Regions from separate parts of the Gossypium arboreum genome. Here region 1 is linked to region 2. Evidence: chromatin contacts called from public Hi-C data. All regions are on one chromosome and are shown on one strand. Each heading gives the region's core, a stretch centred on a gene start, on an enhancer-like site or on the middle of the called end of the contact. The rest is flanking DNA. Distances are from core to core; before and after follow the strand shown.

Region 1 (4,117 bases), core at 508-3,007, 130 kb after region 2:
ATCTCAATGGATGGTGAAAATGGATTGACACAATTGTCGCTCATGAATTATAAACCTTTATAAATCTGCTACATGCCAACCAAAACAGAAAGAAACAAATGTTTAGAGGGAAAGAATACAACAATTGCCAAAGAAACCCAAAAGAAAACCATACTACAAAGGATATATATACATATTGTAATCACCAATATACTTGTAATTTAGAACAAAAGAATTTTTCACAAAATTTTTAATTTCACAAATAAGATTAGAAACTTATAACTCATTCCGCCATATTCTGTTGAAATAACTGATATATTTGTAAGTTGTAATTTTAAAAAGAAAATTAATTTTTTTCGTGATGATTGATTTTTTTTTTTTGTGTGTGTGTGGAGTTTAGGTATTCTTGATGTTCTTAAATATCTAAGAACATCATCTTTACGGTTTGAATATGAGTTCTCCCTTTAAAAGTGTAATATCTTTTCATTACATCTAGTTCAGCCCTAAGGCCTTCCTGAAAAGTGGGAAGGTTTAAGAAAAAATATCGGCCCAAAAAATGGGCTTGGATAAGAAAAATGGGTCGGGTCTTGGGTAAACTTTTCTAGCCCGAGCTTAGCCCAGCCTGAATTTGTAAAAAAATAAAACCTGATGTTATTTTTTTACTATTTTGCCACTGTGTTTTCATTGTTTTGCTATCATTTCGCTATTATATTACTACTATTTTGATGTTATTGTTTGGATATTGTATAACTTTTATTTTATTATTAAATTTACCACTAATATAGAGATATTTGTTTGCTAGATTGCACTTATCTTAGTGTTATTTAAGAATATTTTTTTAATTTTTTCCATTTATTGGGAAACATTTATTTTAATGTTATTAATGTATTTGATGTATTATATTTTTAAATTTATTTTATATAAAAATTTTAATATCGACGAGCTAAACCAGGCTCGAGTTTTAATATTTTTATCCGAGTCAAATTTAGGTAAAATTTTAAGCCCATTTTACAAAGTTGGGCCTAGAAAACAAGCATTAATTTTTACTTGGCTCAACTCGAACCCGACCCATGGACAACTCTAATTACATCCAATAATATCAATATATCTACAAAATTATAATTTCACAAATAAAATTTTTAAAATAAAAATTAAATAAGAAAAGTATGTGAAATTCTTAATTTTGTTAAAGAGTTATACTTATAACGATTAATAAGATAAGATTATTATTTTTATCATTAAAACATTAGAGAGGGGGAGATATGCTTTGAAGTTTGAACCCTTTTCATCTACGGTTAAGTGGAAGTTTTAAGCGCTGTTTTAAATTAATTTTAAATATTAGATTATGACACGCCATGATATATGTGAAAAAGTTCTATAACAAATATATTTATTAAAATTATTATAAAAATAAATTAAACTTTAATTAAAATTTTATTAAAATTATTATAAAAAAATTTAACTTTAGTTAAAATCATAATATTGAGATGTTAAAAATCATATAGACTTAAATTTAAACGCATCAAATATATTTTTGTAACATTTTTTATTTTTGTAAAAGAGTAAATTTTAATAATTTTTTGAAATAAGTGAAACAAATTTAGTAAAACATTTAAATAATAAGATAATTATTTGACATTTTAATAACACAAATTTCTAACATCGTAGAGTTTGAGATTTTATCACATGATTTATTATAACTTAAGAAAATGACAAAAGCTAAACCCACGTGGCATATGAGATGTTTGATGCCAAACGTTTTCTATTGGTTTTCCTTGTGTATAAGTAGTACAAATACACAAGTAAATAAAATCAGTTTCCCATTTGCCTTTGTTCCTTTGCACCTAACCATCTCTAATCTCATCCTCCATTAGCTAACCGTCGAAACCCCGCTTCCCTCTCTCTTTAGGAATAAAGCCCAAAGCAAATGTTAAGTCGTCGTCGGAATCTCCGCCACTTGAGTAGCTGAAGCGGCGGTTTCACGCTACGTTACTACGTTTCAACTTCCAATTTCGCTCTCCGAAAACGATGATTTCTTTTTAAAATAATCTAAGAAAAAAAACCTTTTTTGACAACGACACGCCTCTGCTACGTTCCCAAGCTAACTAACCCAAAAGAGGGAAAAAAAAAAAAACACCAATAATTATTTTATTCTGAAAACGATAGAGAGAAAAAGCCCGCCCTTGTAACCTCCTAAAGTAGTGGCTTTTGCTCATATCCTCTTATACATGGTTTCGATTATTATATATAAAAAAATATTTTCGTACATAAAGAATAACGAGAGAATCTGAGAAATTCAATCATCTGTTTTTCGTGAATTTAATTTCGTTCAATTCGTGTGAAGTGAATACGTTTTTTTTTCAAGGTATATTTGGATATATATTTTCATAAACTTTATTGTTATTTATTGATACATTAATGATTCCTTGGAGGATTTTTTTTCTTCTTTTAATTGTGTTTGTTTTGATATTCGTTGTTGGATCTGACGTAATTTAATTTCGGTCCTGTTTCTGACTAGTAATAATCTTTTTTTTTTCTCTCTGTATGCCGATTCATGTCCTTTTTGTCCATTTCCGCTTGATTTTTTTTTTGGTCAATTTCGTTGTTTTTTTTAACAACAACGAGCTGTAAAAGAGAATCGAACAGATCTGAAAGTTTTTCTACCATGTAAAACTACCTTCTTTTGTTATTTCTGAGATTTTCAGATTCTGTTTGGTTGCAGATACAATTCTGATCTTGATCGAGGGTAAAATTACAATGCCTGGTAAGTTATGTTTAATTTTACTGACTTTTGTTCAAATTCGAGATCAAAATGGTGATTCGTGGATTGATTTTTCAATTTCTTTAATAGTTCCAGGAGAGTTAATTGCACTTGAAGAAAGTGAGAAGTTTAGCAAGGATGCGAATTTGGATATTGAGACGTCTGAAGACGACAAAGGGAGGAGGGGACGAGGGAGATCTCTGAAAAAGAAAGCGATGACTGCTTCGACGAAGCTAACTCATAGCCTTAAGAAGCGTGGCAGACGCGTGTCTGATTGCAAATACACTGCAATTTCTATCGAGGATGTAAGGGATGGGGAGGAGGAAAAGGCTGTCAAAGCTTTTCGCCAGGCGTTGCTTGCAAAGGACCAGCTTCCCCCACGTCATGATGATTACTACACCTTGTTAAGGTAAACAACCAGTAGACTTGTACTGCAGTTTCTGGAAGGAAGTTATGTTATTCATTTGCGTAGGCACTTCGCATTAACCATGTTGATAAGAGATGAGATCATTCCTTTGAGCCAAACATGTGCTGTTTTAAAATTTACAAATGATAGCTTGAATAATGCTACCCATCAATTGACTTTAAGAAGATTTTATAAATGTTTATTGCTGTGAACAACATTTTCCATTTGTTCTCTAATTTTCATAATTTTCTGTGGTCTTTCCTTGGTAATTTTTTATTACTTTTGTCAAACATCCAATTGACGGTAGCTGGTGGGTCCAACTTGAACATAAGACCTGTAATAATTCCCAACACTTTGTAGAGGTGTGATTGTACTACTTGACACTCCCCTTGCCTGTAGCTTAACAGGCTTACATGTGGATAGCCTTGCAAGTGGCTTTCAACCTTATATAGGGTTAGGCAGGAAGAACATAACAATCCTTGGCTCAGATACTATATCAGAATGCAACCTAAAACATCTGGAAATAGATGGAGGGCTCAATTTGAATATAAGACCACAGAAACCCAAAGCGGATAATTCCACTTAACAATTTCATAATCTGAAATCTAGAAGGCAATTTTTGGATTTTTTTTCATCGTTACAGCCCTGAGTTTCTATAGGAATTTTGGATGCCACTATTGAAATTCTGGCTCAAAATAAAGATTTAACAAAATTGGATCCAAATGAAAAAGAAAGAATAATTGATCAGGAAAAAATGTTTTCCACACCTCATGGCTCATGCAGCTTCTCCTTTATGGTCTAGGTTTTCTAGTGAAGAAATTTATTGGAATTTTTTAATATAAATATCAGAATTATTTCTTGGCTGCATTATTGGTGGTTCATTTCTTGGTGTACTATATCAAACCATCTTCAATTTACTTATTACATGAACTGCAACTGCCCCCTTTATTGAGTTTTGGGCAGTGTACTAG
Region 2 (4,220 bases), core at 211-2,710:
TCTATACTGATATATAATTGAACTGAGAACAGAATGTCTCACTAATGCAATCTTTTTTTTTTAAAATTTCAAATAAATCGGACTCAAACAAGAACTTCATTTTTCATATTTATTTTCTCAATTGCAAGAAACAAAACTTTCCATCTTGTAATTTTTTCCCATGATTACTTGTGCAAGACAAAGCATACAATTCGGTGCAATAGGAGGATAATCATGATATATCAGTTCTATTCATAATAAACATGATTAAAGACAGCAAAGAAATCAGTAATCAACTAAAAAGCACTGTAAAAACTAATTCAAACTTCCGGGTGCAACCCTAGAAAACAAAATCACACATCCGCTTAGGACATCTTGAAGACGTAAGAAAAGCCACATCATGGCGTTACATTCTACGGATCTCCACTAGCATCCTTAAACAGGCTTTAGATCTCCGAACAGCTAGCGCTCACTTTGACAGTAATTTCTATATTTTCAAGAATAGCGACACAATGGCTACGTTTGTGCATTGTCACGAAATGCTAGCATGTATGTAATAAGCATGTACTGTGAAACAGAATTCAAGAATTTCTTTCAAGAAATAAATTTTCACAAAACGAAAGGTCAATACAAAGAATGTGTTGGCAAATGTTTGAAGGATATATCTGATGAGAGAATGGCAATATCATATAGGCATCTAAAATCATGCTCAGATTCAAATCCACAAAGCAACAATATATGCACAGATTCCTTGTTCTAAATTACTAATTATCATGAAAAAAAATGTAAAACTTACTCAGCCACGTAGCTATTGACAAGCATGAAATATATCCTCCAAAATTTTTCCTCCTTCAAATGACGAGGGCATAGCTTGAATCTAAGCTGTGAAAGTTCCTGGAAAAAAAGAAGAATAGAACAATAATTATAAATTATTAAGAGGGAAAAAAGGTTTAAAAAAAAAAAACACCCCAAACCTTCACTTTAGAAAGCACTAAGACAGCATGACGCTCTTGCCAATCAGAAAGATCTTTACGCACATTATAAGAAGTTTGGGCTTCAATGTCACCATCATCTGAACACCATAAGCTTCAATCAAACCAATTTTCTCTTTAGAAATTTCCAAAGCGAAAGAAAAAAGACGGGAAGTACCTTGGATAGGGAAATTCTTGAAGGTTTCTAAAGTAAAAGACTTGACATGATCGATTAATTGTTGGGTAATTCCAAGAAATTCTTCTTGTTCTTGGTGGTGGGGTTGAGGTTGACCTGGTGGGTTTTTGTGGTTTTTACTGTTCCTTGAAACACTGCGGCGAAACCACGACGAAAGATTCATTGTTTTGTCTGGTCGGGATGCTTTGATTTGAGATGCTTTTTTTTTCAGAGATTTTTAGTCAAAGATTATTTAGTAGTTTCACAAAGATTTACTTCGCTTTATTAATTATTTTGTTTGTTTACAAAGTGTATATTAGTCACTAACTCTTCGCATACTTTACTATTATAAGCCCATTATAAGATAAATGTTAGCTATGGATTTTAACTGTTCTATCCAAACGTAGATTAAATTATTTCCCATTTTGGTTTCATGTTGTTTTAGGTGTGCCGTGTGCTCATTATTTTTATATTTAATTATTAAAAATTTCTTTCTCTCGTGGATTTTTTAACTTTTTTAATAAATAAAGGAGGTCTAACACCTAAAGAAACAGCACACAGCAGGCTCAAGCCAGTCGGTGCCCAACACCACCAGCTACATCATCCTCCATGCCTGCCTGAACAGTAATAGGGGGTTTAGTAAAACGCTGCAACCCAACAACGCCATCACCAAACATCTGCAACTTTATTCGCTTCCCCAAACACATGCCCAAACGAAACTTGCCAATCACGAGCACATAAGCCTTTAATGTCTTGCACCAAAGAAAGGGAACTAGCTCTAGCATGACACTTTGTTAACAGTTGAACCAACAATAAATTATCACTCTCAATCGACACATTTTTATACCCCTCCTCTTAGGCAATTCAGAGACCATTATAAACTGCCCATAGTTTTGCCTGCAACACTGTACCAATGCCAATAAATTGACTAAACCCATGAGCCAATAGCCGGTCCAATCACGGAGGACACCCCTGGTCGAAGCAACAGCACTTGAAATATCCATAGCCCCCCAACCCAATCTCCCAAACCCGCAATCATAATATTCTTTGCCCATGACAAGCTTTCCTTGACAACATCACCAAAACAACCCAGATCATTAGCGAAAACATGTTGGTTCCGCCGCTTCCATAAACGCCATAGGATAACACTGAATAACACATACCAACTAACCCTAACCATGACAGTGTCCTGGAAGTGACACAAATTTTGAATAATCCAATTTTGCAAGGGTAGCGAAAGAAATCTCGAGTCGCCTGATGAGGCAAAATACTCTACCATGTCCCAACCGCAATAGGACAATCACTTAAAACATGAATGATAGTCTCTTCACTACCCTCACACAGACAATAACTTGGGTCATTAGCCATACCACTCCTAACCCATTCAACATTTGTTAGCAACGTCTCCTTTACCACCAACCATTGAAAATGTTGCAACTTTTGCAATCCTAGCTGTTAGAAATAACACTACTGCAAAATAAACTCGTTAGCACTAACTGAATAAAATAAATAGAACGTAAATAAAAATGAAGTAACCACTGTGCCGTGAAAAAACTACTGCCTTAGAAGCAAATTTGCCCTAATTGATGTAATTAAGTAACTTACATCGCATCCAATCCTCAACTGTCTCTCTTCTTCTCCTAAAAACAAATCCTTTGATTTCTTCCTTCCTTGTGCTGCTTATTTAGATATTTTAGTACCCAATTTTGATATTAAATACAGTTATAGGCACAATCGCTCACGTGGGTCTACCTTATTCTCTTGAATATTATGGCAGTTTGAGATGGGTCTGAGTGTGTGTTCGGTGTTTGTGAGGATTGCTTTTGAGTTTTTTAATTCTGTTGTTTCGTTTGGTGGCCGAACGGTGCATTTACATTGATGGATTGGGTCTGACAGGGGTTCTGACAGACTTGACGTTCTTGCTGTGCTCTTGGTCTCGTGTCTTACGGTGACTTTGTTCCGATTACTGTTCATTATTTTTTTATGCTTTCTTTATTTGGTTTTTTGTCCTTTGTTTATCGCTTTATTGGGTTTCGTTGTTTTAGTGTGTTGGGGGTCCCACGGTGGCCGAATTTTATATATTTCTTTTGTTTTTTAGGTTCTTTTTATGTTTCTGCATGAGAGTAGGTTTTCTTTTTGTCCATTGATTACAGTGTATTTTTCATAAATGCAGGGTTTTACGTGCTTTTGTTTCCTGTTTTAGTTATCTCCTTTAAATCGATTGCTTTCTTGGTTCCTGTCGAGTTTTTTTGCTGTTTCTTGCTGGTTCTTACGGCCTTCTTCGTGGATGCCTCTTTTGTTCTTTTTTGAACCTTGGGGGAGTGCCTTTTGTTTGAGTTTCTTCTTTTGTGTTCCTGTTGGTTTTGCTTGTGATCGATCAACCTGTGTTATCATGACGGAGAATGATATGTCTACCATGACGGAGGAAATAAATGAGCTCCTGGAGAAATTGAAATTTTCAGAGGAAGAAGCTGGACAAATCATAACCACGAACGGTGATAAAAATGTCCAAGGTTTTGAATCTTGGGCTGTAGGCAAGATAATGGCGGCAGAAGTGCCAAACCGAGAGGCGATGTACCGAGTCTTTTGATCACTTTGGTATACAAAAGAAGAGATCGATTTCGTTGCTCTAAAGGAAGGGGTCGTGATCGTCAAGTTTGGGTGTTTGGAGGATCAAAGCAGAATATTAAATCTGTCGCCTTGGCTGTTTGATAGATGCCTTTTCTCAATGCTGCCTTTCGAGAAGGGGAAGGATGTTGAATCTTATGAGTTTTGGTTAGTACCATTTTGGCTAAGGATCTATAACATTCCCATTGAACTCATGGACCGTCAACTAGCTTTGGATGTTGGGAATGCTATAGGGGAGTTAGTGGCGATTGGTTGGAAGGAACGCAATGGTGGATGGACAGAATTTATAAGAATAAAAGTTAAGATAGATGTGCTAAAACCTTTGAGGAGGGTTGTACGAATGGTTGACAAGGTTGGAGAGGAAAAGGTTGGGCTGATCAAGTACGAAAGGCTTCCAGATTTTTGCTATGCTTGCGGGGTGATAGGTCATACCATGAAGACATGCATGAATGATAAAGATGGTGCTG

What was found. A called contact is a pair of places that touch in the nucleus more often than the background predicts.
Region 1: a contact with region 2 is called in a Hi-C map of leaf, with 2.4 times the contacts expected there. The contact joins the promoter of LOC108473883 here to the promoter of LOC108465267 in region 2. A contact is called at or near these places in 2 of 5 Hi-C or Micro-C datasets (both in leaf).

Annotation. Positions count from the first base shown.
Region 1 is chr11:16,548,932-16,553,048 of ASM2569848v2, forward strand. LOC108473883 (phosphatidylinositol/phosphatidylcholine transfer protein SFH9) reads left to right here and starts at 1,758. Exons shown (of 15, transcript XM_053021530.1): 1 at 1,758-2,743; 2 at 2,831-3,149. The coding sequence starts at 2,737.
Region 2 is chr11:16,418,260-16,422,479 of ASM2569848v2, forward strand. It overlaps LOC108465267, which reads right to left and starts at 1,461. Exons shown (of 4, transcript XM_017765588.2): 1 at 1,129-1,461; 2 at 954-1,051; 3 at 776-873. The coding sequence starts at 1,309.